Linked DNA regions of Mus musculus: regions 1 and 2 are each linked to region 3. The links are chromatin contacts, called in public HiCAR-type and promoter capture Hi-C maps. All regions are on one chromosome and are shown on one strand. The core of a region is the stretch at or near the end of the contact, and the rest is flanking DNA. Distances in the headings are between cores, read along the strand shown.

Region 1 (4,176 bases), core at 434-2,933, 520 kb before region 3:
TGCGGCCTCTGGAGGTCCTACAGTATACAGCCTCTGCTACTCAGAGGTGCTAGAATTTTGTTGTCCGTCATGAAAGAAAGGGGTGCTCTTCATCTTGTGTTTAGTGTTTAGCTCCATCCTTATTGTCTGTTTCCACACACCCTTAAACGTTCTCATCACTGTTTGCCCACAGGCCTAACTATGCTGCCCTTAGCAGAAATTCCTGCGCAGTTACCTAAGTTCACCCTTTTGTTGCACCAGAGCATAAAAGGTCAGGATTTGGCCAGCATCTACCAAAGCGATGGCTTTATTATCTTACTGCCTGGTTCTGCTGGCTCCTATACATTATTAGGTCAACTGCCTTCAGTTTTCAGATAACGTAGAAGGCTCTCCACTTAATAAGAGAGTTCGGCAGGAAGTCCCACTTGGCCTTGAGGGATGCAAGAAGCAAGGGACATGTACAGCCCTGGGCTTCTGATGATCATGGCTTGCACAGCTTCCCAGTGCAGAGGAGAGGAAATGCATGGGTTTTCAGATTGGGACGACACGGTTGTAAACATGAGATGTTACAAATAGGGCTTTTGCCTTCTGTAAGCATCTCATGTTTGAAGATAATTTCTAGTATTTCCCCTGGAATTGCTAACTATTTTTTCAGGGGTTTCCGTGAATCTGGTTCTCCACCAAGACCCATCATCACGTGCATGCTGGGATTCGGGGTTTAGGCTGAAGGTCTGACACAGGAGACAAGGACTGGCAGGGCACCTCCAAGGTGATGGCTGTATATACTTGGTATTTCTCTGCATATTTCTGCACTCTAATGAGTATTTTTCCTAATACTTGTACTAATAATTTTTAATGGCTCACAATGACTAGGTGACATTTTGATACATTAATGAACCTTATCAATGACTTTTGAAAGTTCTTCATGTGTGAGGTACTTTGTCATATATTACTTTGCCGTACATGGTTCCTGAAGGGAGGAGAGGGGACATGGACATGGACTCCAGCCTACATGTGCTCTGAAATATACATGGCAAGTATCGTCCTGAATTATGTCTTGTGCCCTAAGCTCTACTTCAAGGTTTATCACAAAGGTTTATCTGCTGATGGAAGCTTCTCATGGTCCAGGAAGGTAAGCCCGGCAGGTTTCTATGTGGCAGTGAACTTTCTAGAGGGCTTACTGAGACTGCTAAACAACCTGCTGAAATGGTGCTTTTGTACAGAAAGGTGGTCTGATAGAATTATTACAGATCCTTGGAAGGAGGAAGAATGTTGGTAGTGATCTTGACCTTTAGATTCCTGTGATGGGTATTTGCTAGTTGTTCTCAGGTTTCTGGGAAATGGGTGTTTCTTGGGCACTGGCAGCGACTGAGTTCCCAGAACAGCAAAGTAGCTGACCTGTGTTGCTGACATGTTCCAGGGCCATGCCATGCCAGCCCCACCCCCGTCCCCCACCCCCACCCTTACCTCCACCCCCACCCCAACCACGGTATGCAGACCTTGAGGTCAGGAATCCAGTAGTAATCCTCCTGTCACTGGTCTATCCAGAGCTCCCAGAGCAGACCCCAGGCTTAACCTAGGACGGGGGAGTCTGTCCTCATAGCCATCTTTAAGAAGTGAAGATTGACTGCACTCTCAGAGCCACAGAGCTTGGGATTGGCAGTGCTGTAGCCCTAAAGCTTTCAGTGGGAAGCCCATGTTGTTTGTGTTCTAGAAGGTTTGCAGAAAATGCTTAGAGAGAGGTGTCCAAGGAGACAGTGCATACGCTACATTCTAAGATGGGCTTTGTCGGTGGGGGGTGTGGGGGTTTGACTTCTGCTACCTCTGGTGTTCCTAGATCCCACAGACCTGAGACACTGCTTTACAGTCTGAGACGATCAAAGGGTCCTACCCCCTTGGGACACATCTTCTAGACCCAGACCCCACCCTCAAGTCCACCTCCCCACAAGATTTTTGATTCTCAGTGTTAAGGACCACTGTGCCTTCCTGCCTGGCACAGGGGCTAATCAGAGACCAAGTCTTCTAACGTTCCTGTAGCCTTCTTTTCTACAGCCAGACTCTGGGTGGTTGGAGGTGGCGTGCCACCAGGACTTTTCCAATGACTGAAATTCTTGTTTGTTCCATGATGGGCTGCAGGCAGAGCCTGTGCTGTGGTAGTTACTGGAATCAACAGAATCAGCCCAGCTGCCCTTGTCTTGGTAGTGAGGCACGTCAGTCATTTCTGCAGATAACTGGAGCATATGCCCTCTGTTGAAGCTTGTCTTTTGCTGCCTTGAGTATGGTGGACAACAATGTCACCCCAGTCTGCAAGGGCAAATGTGTCCTCCGAATGGAGGCTCCATGGCACTTTAGTCAAGCTCAAGAATAAGAACATAGGGACTCCCTCCTATGCACTGAACTTTGATGGCAATTGTATATTGAAAATACTGTGAGTCAGAAATGCACTTAATGGCTCTAGCCCAAGGGTACACAACAGATTGGGGGTGGCTGCTGCTGTTGTGATCGTGGGTCTGATGGGGGGCTGTACTCACTGGTATCGCCCATTGTCCCAAGATACGTGAAACCTCATCCCTAGCCCAGGAAAAAATACCAAAAGCATTCAGACTAGTGATCTGGATGTGAAGGCTCTGTGACTACAATGTCTGTCACCTCATTGATGGACAGGGTCAGTTTGTCTATCTGGCCATCTAGGTGGGTGTCTCCCTGTTCCTTGCACACTGTGTGTGTTTTCTTCCCCAGACAGCATCCTTGATTGAAGAGAAAATCTTCCTCCATATTAGAAGACCCTTCTTGGACAAAGACTTACCAATAACTGTCACTCCTGCTGCAAACTCTAGGAACAAGCTCCCAAGGTGCCATTTCTATTGAGCATGCACCATGTTTATTCTAGAATAGACCTGAATGCTTTGATTTGAGCTGTTGCAGGTTGGGGGGGGGCATCTACAGGGTCCAGTGGAGGGCTATTGGGATTAAAACAGAGAAAGAACATGAAGACAGATGGATTGGGACCACTGAAGATATAGATGTGGAAGAACTTGCCTCTATATAGGAGTCCCCATGACAGTAGGTGGGCTAACCCAAAATCATCATGGCTGCCCTTGATTCTCAGTGTACTTATCAGTAAGTCTGTCATATTTAAAGGGCCACTTAAGTATTTACCGTGCTGAGGCTTTCTTTGCTCTGTGGTAATCTCCGAGAGTCTCTTGTGTTTGTCCACAGTGGCACTGTCCCTCCCCAGGTCAAAGCAAGCCTGGTGCAGGAAGGCTTTGGACTGAATGATTTGCTGTTTTCCTTCTATAACATTATTCCGTCAGCTGTCTGGTAACCCAAAAAAACTTCAGATAAAGTTTGTTCTTTCCTCGACAAACAGCAGGTTTTGGAGGAAGCCATCATGGGCTGAAGAATCCAGTGTGGGATCTCATGGGCTTCTGTGGGCTCAGAATTTTTTCTGAGAGAAGTGGTCTTGGAGGATGCGGGGTTCTTTGAGTAAGTTGAGGAAGGTCTGTCACCATTGTCCTAGTGAGTATTTCCCAAACATGTCTTATGGTGGGAAGATTCTGAGAACATACTCACAGGGCTTCCAGTACCAGGGTCCCCACTTGATGATATACTTCATACAAATTGTGGTCACACAAGACTCAACATTGTCCAGACTCCACTCCACATGAGGGCTGACTCCTGGTATAGTGCATTGTATAGGTTTGGACAAACATATACCAAGAGTATGCACTAACACTGTATCATCGTTCCAAGTAATTACAATGTGGTATGCCTCAAAGGTTCTGGAACCTTCTACCTATTCAGTCCTCTCTCCTCCGTTCCCAGGTCCCACTGGTCATTTGCCTTTTGCAAAACACAGTATCATATAGTTGGGATCTTACTAGTCACCTTTTAAGATGCTATGCTGGTTAGCTTTCATTTTCAACTGACATAACCTGAAGTCAAGTGGGAAGAGTTTAGTGAGGGATTGTGTACACTGGGTTGGCCTGTGGATATGTGTATGAAGTTTGTCTTAAGTTGATTGGTGTAAGAAAGTGTGCCCACTGTGGGTGGCATCATTCCCTAGGAAGGCAATCCTGGGTAGGGATAACAGCTGAAGCCATTCACATAAGCAAGCAGGAAAGCAGGAAAGATTCCTTTCTCTCTGCTCTTGACAAGATGTAATGTGAGTAGCTGCTTGGCGTTCTTGTCCTGATT
Region 2 (4,212 bases), core at 988-3,487, 750 kb after region 3:
GAGGTGTGTACACATCTATGAGGGGACGCTGTGCACTTGTGCATAGAGACCAGAGATTAATGTGGTGTCTTCCTCAGTCATGTCTCCATTTCCTGTTTTTGAGACACTGATCTTGGAGGTTGTCAATTTGGCTAAGCTGACTGGCCAGTGAGCATCAGGGGTCTTCCACACCTCTGCTCTCTCTACCTTAGCACTGGGGTTATAAACCGGCGCTGCCATGTTCTGCCTTTAAACCTACCTTACAATAAAAGTAACACTCTGTTTCGTTTTCATTTTTTTATTGTTTTGCTTTATTGAGGCAGCCTGGTTTTGAACTCATAGCCATCCTCCTGCTTCACTTCCCAGAGAGCTGGGGTTACAGTCATGTACCACAATGCCAGGCTTCTGATTGTATTGTATCAATAAACTTGGTGTGTTCTCAGCCATAGACTCAGGATGAACCAGAGAAAATGTGTCTAGAGACCGTGCATGTGGATAAGCAAGCTGAGGGGACAACCAGAGTAGGAGGTACCCACCTGGGTTCAAGGGACTTCCTGGCCACAATTCCAGGAAGTCATGGCTCAGGTGGGACAAGTATTCAGAAGAGGCCATATTCTAGTTCACATTGAGAGGACGGGTGGACACGTCACTGTGGAGTCTGCCCAAAGGAGAGCGTGAAGAGGGGGCAGGGGGGGTGTTAATGTGTTTTAAAGCCACTTGGCCCAAATGAAATTATATAATTCAGGAAGGAACAAACCACGTCAGTGATGAGAGGTTTGGGTTTTTTTTTTTTTTAAGAAGGTAAAAAAAGAAAGGAAAGGAAAAAAAAGACGGAGTGTCTTGATGAGATGATGAGAGAAGAGACGTAGTGGAAACTGCAGGCTATAAGCAAAGACGCCATCTCAAGGAGGGGTCTGGGGGCGTCCTTTGCCTCCTTGTTGGCCTATAAAAGATAAGCAGGCAGGCAGACCTCACCTCACGCCCAGGCAGCCTTATCGCCACACTCAAGGGACAGAGAGAGGGTGAGTAACTTGGCAGTGCTGGAGAGGGCTGGGTGTTGCTGTGACTTCCAGCTTCTCCACAAGTGTTTTCTCTGCCAGGCTTACTGGGCAGCCAAGTGCGGGCACCAAGCAGGACAAGCAGAGAGAACTACCTGTGGTCTGTGGTCTAGGACCACACACCATTCTGGGGTCTCTGACACTCAAGGGCTGTCCATGATGGAGGGCAGGTGAAGGTGGCCCTCAGTGGGACACCTCAAGCAAAGCCCAGAAGGCACCCTCCAGAAAGGCTCAGAACTCAGGATCAGTTAGCATTCTCAGTCCCCATCACCCAGCCTGAGTGGGTGCAGTCTTTACAATGATTCATGGTGGCTCCTCCATTCCTCTAGTTAGGGTTCCCCTTCACTGTGTGGGACATCCCAGGAGGAGGAGGAGGAGAGGGTGGGCATTTAAAGAGCTCTGATGGACAGCGCTGTGTGGACAAGGAGAAGCTGGAGCGTCAAAGTCAGCTGGGGGGGGGTCTTCCTTGAGCATCTTCTAATAGGACCTGAAATGTCAGGGGTAGGAAGAAAAGGGTCCCCTGCAGGAAGTATCACAGGTGGATGCTATGTGGTAGGTCAGAACACTCCATCAGCAGGGTACCAGTTCCCATACACAGTGGCGGCAGCCTTCCCATGTCATTCAGGGGGACTCTGTGAGGAGAGGCCCATTCTGGAGTCTCAGCAAACTGAGTCTAAAGTCCTGGGTTATTGTAGAGGCTGTGAGGTGTGAGCTCTCTGGGGATGTGGGATGCTAAGTGTCCTCCATTGCCTGCCTGGCTCTCAGTGTCAGGAGATCCCAGACAAAGTGTGAGGAAAGCCTGGGCACTGAGGTTCCAATATGTTCCAACTCCTAGCTACCTCTGAGGTTGGGCAAATTGTTCTCCACCTCTGCTGACCACAAGGCTGCCCATAAATCTGCTTCCCACCAAGGCCTGGGTGTCTACCTCCCAGCTCTTGACACAGATGGACAGACAGACCCAAGGATGTCCCAAGACAGCCACCTGTGCACAGCTCACACCTCTCCCCTGATAATTGTAGCTATGTGCACTAAACATATGCATTTGCACACCTCATAGGCACGGACACGCACCACACACACACGTACATCTGTACAAACAACCTAGGGTCCCTCCTGGCTTTGTGCATACAACGTACTCTGCATCTCTACCCCCAGGCTTCAGGATCCAATCTCCAGGGCATCATCCAGGAAGCCGGAAGCATGGCACCGAGGACCTGGCTTCTGTGCTTGCTGCTGCTAGGCTTAGTCCTCCCAGGAGCTTCCAGCCGAGCCCACCAGCACTCCATGGAGACCCGCAGTGAGTGCCTGGCATATGGAGGACAGCCACTGTCACCTCCCATCCATATGCTTCCCAAATGCCTTGAGTACCCAGCCCCTGAATGGGAGGTTAGCCATCTCCTAAGCCAGTGGTTTCCAACCTTCCTAATACAGAACTTTTAATACAGATCCTTATGTTGTGGTGACCCCCAGCCAGAAAATTATTGTGATGCTGTTTTCATAGTTGTAAGTTTTGCTACTGTTATGGATCATAATGTTAATATCTGAAATGCAGGATGTCTGATATGCGCCCTTCCCCCCAAACAAAAGGGACACAACCCACAGGTTGAGAGCCTCTGGGATCTAAGCAAAAGCTACCTTACCATGCAGTCAGTTGGGAGATTGGTCCTGTTAAGATCTCCCCAGAATGGTCCTGTTTCCTGTCCTCATCATTCCCCTAACCCATCTTTGTGGGGTCCCTTAAGACTTTGGAGGATGACAGTCAGACAGGAAGAGAATACTGATCCTGGCATATGTCTAAATAAATTCCCTAAAGCCACACCACTGCCCAGATATGCCCAGCCAGTGTAATCAGGGTGGGTGCCAACATGGCCTGGTGCCCAGGTTTCCATCAGCTTAGGGGCTCCCGTGTCCCATACGCTGCTCTGACTCTTTCCTTTCCAGCCCCTGACATCAATCCTGCCTGGTACACGGGTCGTGGGATCAGGCCTGTGGGCCGCTTCGGGAGGAGGAGGGCAGCCCTGAGGGATGTCACCGGACCTGGCCTGCGGTGCCGGCTAAGCTGCTTCCCACTGGATGGAAGTGCCAAGTTCTCTCACAGCTCATGAAGACAGTGATGCTGAGCCCAAGCCCACCCTCCCTGTCCCCCCGCAGAGCCTCCTCCACCCTCCCTTTCCGGTTTTCCCTCTGATCTAATAAAAGTGCTGGCTTTGTTTATTGTACACTTGTAACTATGTGGTAACAAACCGGAAGGTGCTTTCTCTCTGGGGAGGGTAACCATGAAAGAAGCTCAGAACCCAGTAACCTCTTTGGAAAGAAGAGGCTCCCACCTGCCCCCAATAGAACAACTGAGATCGCTCATTACCAGGCCCCACAGAGGTTGTCCTGGTCCCTTAAGACCCTGCAGTGGGGGAAGGGAATGTTGATTCAGTGTTCCTATAAATTCCTGTTCCCCAAAACCACATCACTGCCCAGAAATGGGGTGCCCTTTTCTTGGTCACTTGTTCCCACAAGCTTCCACCTACACAAGGTACCCTGAACACATGCTCAGCTTGCATACTGCATAAAGCCAGGGTAACCACACACTACACTATGTAAGATACTTGGTCCCAGAGAAAAGCCACACAACGCCCCTGGCATGGCTCACGTCCTTCTCTTGGCATTTTTTGGTTTGTTTTTTTTTTTTGTTTTTGTTTTTGTTTTTTTGTTTTTTTGTTTTGTTTTGTTTTGTTTTTGTTTTTTTGTTTTTTTTTTGTTTTTTTGGTTTTTCGAGACAGGGTTTCTCTGTAAAGCCCTGGCTGTCCTGGAACTCACTTTGTAGACCAGGCTGGCCTTGAACTCAGAAATCCGCCTGCCTCTGCTTCCCAAGTGCTGGGATTAAAGGCATGCGCCACCACGCCCGGCAGCATTTTTAAGATTAACATTTAGAGATGTTTAGGGGTTTGCTGCAAAAATTAGATGCTATCAAAGTGTTGTTCCTAGCACCCAGAACAGAGAACATTCATTACAGCCTATGAAGCCACCAAGTGTCATCGCACAGGACCTATGCTATCCATAGGTGCATGTTCGGCATTGTGTCTGCTGTTTGGGCAAATGTATTACGTGGCTCCACCAGTTCAGTGACAATGTGGTGCCCCTCATCACCCTGAACACACCCCATTCCTTGTCCCTTGCAGAA
Region 3 (3,897 bases), core at 140-2,639:
GGGGCCACAGACCAGTCTTTGTGGCTGTAGGACCGCCCACCTCTAGCTAGACCCAGATCCACCCTTGAGACCACAGACCACATCTCCGGGCCACAGACTCCGCCCACAGGCCTCAGGGCCTCTCCCTTGCATTGAGGTCACAGACTCCCCAGGAGGCCGTATGACCCCCCACCAGATCTCACACTACTCCTTGCAGACACACACCCCTCCCACAGCCCGGAAAGCAGGTGTGCTCCTCAGGAGCTCACTGAGCAGGATCTGCCCCGCCAGGAGTAAAGTGCAAGGCTGTTTAAACAAACCACTTCTTTTGTTAAGGTTTTTCCCTAGACCGAAGCTCTCTAGCCTACGTGAGACTCTGATCCCCAAGTTCTCGGGTTCCTGTGTTCAGCAGTCACTCTCCGGAGACTTAGAAAATAGACTCGGCAAGTGTTGGTGAAGGCAGATTTTGCGTACAGCCCGCGCCTCAACTGTGGGTGCTGTAACTGCCTTTCAGAGGCCCAGGGGGGCATGAGAGCAGAGTGACCACCAGCCCTTTGGAGGGTGGGGGGCACTTGGGGAGGCGTTACAGTGGCGCGGCTTTAAAAGTAAAGATTGGGTCATTTTGTGCTTGAGTTTTACTAAATGGGGAATTGCAAGAGACACATTTAAAAAACAAAACAGGGAATCTTAGCAATGTGCATCGCGATTAGAATGTAGATTTTGATAAAGATGAGGACTGCGATAAAAGTTGGCTAAGCTCACAATGACGACTCTACCTCACCTGCGACAAGGCCTTTTCAGTGACTGGCACTGCTCGACTCCGTGGAACACGGTCTTAATAGGGCCTTAAGGACTTTGTGTAAGAGTTCCAGCAGAATCTGGATCCAACCTAAAGGCACTTTCCCTCACTTCTGGGTGATGGCGGTACAGGGTCGATTAATCGTCCCCTTTCCAAAATGTGACTTCTGTCCAGGAGGCATCGACAAAGAAAGAGCAAGCTTGACAAACCAACATCGAAGTTCAGAAGTTCAGAGTAATTTGTCTTGGGAACAAAGTCTTCCCTGAAGCTACAGGCATTCAAAGGAACTCCCGGTGCTCATGGGATTATTAAAAGCTATACCTGAGACTGGATCAATATTCTATCATTTTGGAACGTCCTAGGACTTCTTTTGGTTTTTCTTCTGCTGACATTTCCCCCAATAGGATCTAGCCTTTGCAAAGGGAGGGATCTGAGGGCTCCCAAGAATGTGTTTGTGCAGGAAACAACAACCTAGAGAGGGTTACAGGAGGGCGTGTGCGCCTGTACAAGCCTGCATGCCTGCGCGCTGTGGTGGGAGAGGAGGGGCGGGAGGAGAGCCGAGGGTTGCAAAACTGCCACCTAGAGGCACTTTCCCGCAGTGTATATAAAAGGCAAGTCCGGAGCCCTGAGAGATCTCAGTTGCTACAAACTGCTCAGCACTGAAGGAGCCTGCAGCGCTCACCGTCAGGAAGGCAAACCACAGCCCAGGAAGCCCTGAGGTAAGTAAGAAAGCCTTGCTTCTGCGACAGCTTTGCCGAGCAACTACGGCAAGGGGCAGGACTCCTGTTCTTACGAGAACTGGGCTTTTTCTGAGAACTCTTGGATCCCTGAGCTGGGGGCTTTAGAGCCTGCAGGTCCGGATTGGAAAGCTCAAAGCACGCTGCATGCCTGCATTGCAAGCTACTGCTCCTGATTTGGGGGATCTGAGTTCAGTCATTTGTGGAGGGAAACCTCTGTGTATGTTTGTTTGCTACTGGACTCTGATTTGTTTCTGTGAGTACTTAAGTTCCAGGAAGCAGGGAAACTTTGCAGAGAATGTGGGATGCCCCATTGAGGTTGCCCAAAGCCAGCTTAGGGGTGAGCTTGGCATCACTGTTTGCCCACTCCTACTTCTGGTTATCAGATTGGCTGTAAAAACCACAAGCGCACTTCCAGAAAGGCATGTGATATGCCCAGAGGCATCCTTCAGCGGACCAGACAACTGGGCTGAGCATTCTGAGTCTAGGATGAGTTTAAACTCCGTGCTCTGGGGGGTGGGGATGGATTAATTCACAGCTCCTGAATTCTGGAAGTTGTAAATTGAATGTTAGCTCCTCTTCATCTTATCTCTTCATGGCACCCCTGCTAATCTAATTTTGAGTATTTATTGTTCTCCTAGAAAGTGTTGTCCAACTTCAATTGGGACAAAAAAAAAAAAAAGCAGACACTAAGAAATCTAGTATTTGAATTTAAATCTACTCTCCAAGTGAACTGTGAGTGTTGCTGACTTTTGTTAGGGTGCATAAAGGTTCACTGGGTGGCTGGGAGTGAGGGAGACTCTGAGGTCAGGGGATCCTGGTCAGCCAAGACTCCTGGCTGCTAGCTACTAGGAAAATGAGGCACTGTGAAAGGCAGACTGGCTGTCTCTTCCCCTTTCTCTCTCTGTCTCTCCATTCATTTGCTCACAAACAGATTAATTAATTGTTTCGATGTGAGGTAGGATCAAGCATCTTTTTAAAGGTGTCTTGGGTTAGTGGCATCCCTGAGACCCCAGTCTGTGCTGTGGCCAGTATGGAAACTTTGTTTTTCTTTGAAGGAGCAGATGCTGGCTTTGTGGTCTTTATTTAGTTCAGGAGAATGTGGAGCTCAATGGATAGGACCAGAAAGGAGGGATGGGGGTGGTTCTGTTTTTTTGTGCCTGGCTCGTTGCAGATTGTAAATGGATAAAGCCCCCAAGTCCCCGTCTTTCTCCCATCTGAATAGAAGCCTGCCCCAAATGAAATGAAAACCCTGTTTCGATCGGGAGCTGTGCACAGGCTCCAGCTTGGAAACATTTTGCTCTAATTTCCCCCAGTCTGAGCGGTGAACACTTTGTGCTGCTCTCTGCTGAGCTCAGCTGCTGCCTCCAGGAGGCAGCAGGGGCTGGAAGGATCTGTCTGGGAGCAGAGGTGTAAAAGCTGGGGAAGTCCGACTGCTTGCTAGCTGCCTGTTGGGTTCCTCCAGTTTGTTTTTAAAGGGGCATGCACAGTGCAATCACACACATATATTTTAAAGTTCCAGAAAGCTACACGGCTGCATGCTTGTGCTTAACTGAGTCAGGGCTTTGGAGGGGAGTTTATCCAGTATTATTAGCAAACCCTTAGGGAGCTAAGAAAGTATTATGATTTCTAATCAGACCCAGAGCTGGCCAAGGGTAGGCTTTCTAAATGGGATAAAAAAAATGGAAGAAGAAGAAGAAAGAAAGACCATGAAACACCCTGGTTAGTCAGAACAGTGGCTTTTTGTGTGAGGATTTGAGGCAGAGTGCTCTAATTTTCAAATCTACACAGGGAAGTTGGTTGCAGTTACTCAGAGCTGAGTCTGAAGGGCCACTCCTTTATAAACTTTTAGAGTCACGGAGGAGGGGGAAAGGGCCCCAACAACTTTAGAACTTTTACTTTTCTGAGATCTTGTAGCAAACAGAATGGAATTTGGGCCCCCAAAGGCATTTGTACTTTTCAGCTAAGCAACCAGGGATTCTTAAGGACAATCAGGTATTAAAATGTTTCTTGTCGCCTGTTAGGCTGGGTGCATGCCTGTGATTCCAGAACTCCAGAGGCTGAGGCAGGAAGATTGCTATGAGTTTGAGACCAGCTTGGGTTATGTTGCCTACACATTATGTCTCAGAATAAAATAAACAATAAACAAACATAAAGTCTGGTAATTGAAATCTATGTGCTTAGATAAAATTGATAGACAAGTAGTAATGACTGTTTTCAAACTCCCCAGGCACTGGGGCACCTCTCTGCTGTTACAATGGAAGCAAACAGCCTAAAGAAAGAAGCAAGTGGGACCAGGTGTCGGGCAAGGATATTTTCTGCAGGGATTAGCCTTCTGATGCCTTCCTTGTTAAAAATCCACTCACTTAGAATTGTTTGAAG

What was found. Promoter capture Hi-C pulls out the DNA fragments that hold promoters and counts their contacts. HiCAR-type assays count read pairs that join an accessible place to other places.
Region 1: a promoter capture Hi-C map of stem cell-derived epiblast-like cells shows a contact between it and region 3, with 4 times the contacts expected there. The contact joins the promoter of 4933400F21Rik here to the promoter of Ackr3 in region 3. A contact is called at or near these places in 3 of 39 promoter capture datasets (the 3T3-L1 cell line, hippocampal neurons and stem cell-derived epiblast-like cells) and 1 of 115 datasets of contacts at active chromatin or transcription factors (embryonic hindbrain).
Region 2: a HiCAR-type map of fibro-adipogenic progenitors shows a contact between it and region 3, with 7 times the contacts expected there. The contact joins the promoter of Prlh here to the promoter of Ackr3 in region 3. A contact is called at or near these places in 9 of 39 promoter capture datasets (the 3T3-L1 cell line, 3T3-L1-derived adipocytes, the SN4741 cell line and 5 more), 12 of 484 Hi-C or Micro-C datasets (adipose-derived mesenchymal stem cells, cerebellum, cerebral cortex and 7 more), 6 of 115 datasets of contacts at active chromatin or transcription factors (the NIH/3T3 cell line, embryonic limb bud, extraembryonic endoderm stem cells and 3 more) and 1 of 9 other capture datasets (embryonic stem cells).

Annotation. Positions count from the first base shown.
Region 1 is chr1:89,682,209-89,686,384 of GRCm38.p6, forward strand. It overlaps 4933400F21Rik (RIKEN cDNA 4933400F21 gene), which reads right to left and starts at 1,684. Exons shown (of 4, transcript NR_015540.1): 1 at 1,479-1,684. All of the region lies in intron 9 of Agap1 (ArfGAP with GTPase domain, ankyrin repeat and PH domain 1), which reads left to right.
Region 2 is chr1:90,950,871-90,955,082 of GRCm38.p6, forward strand. It overlaps Prlh (prolactin releasing hormone), which reads left to right and starts at 2,238. Exons shown (of 2, transcript NM_001101647.1): 1 at 2,238-2,334; 2 at 2,979-3,142. The coding sequence starts at 2,238. The coding sequence ends at 3,142. Mlph (melanophilin) reads left to right here. Exons shown (of 16, transcript NM_053015.3): 16 at 1-272.
Region 3 is chr1:90,202,591-90,206,487 of GRCm38.p6, forward strand. Ackr3 (atypical chemokine receptor 3) reads left to right here and starts at 1,390. Exons shown (of 2, transcript NM_007722.4): 1 at 1,390-1,497.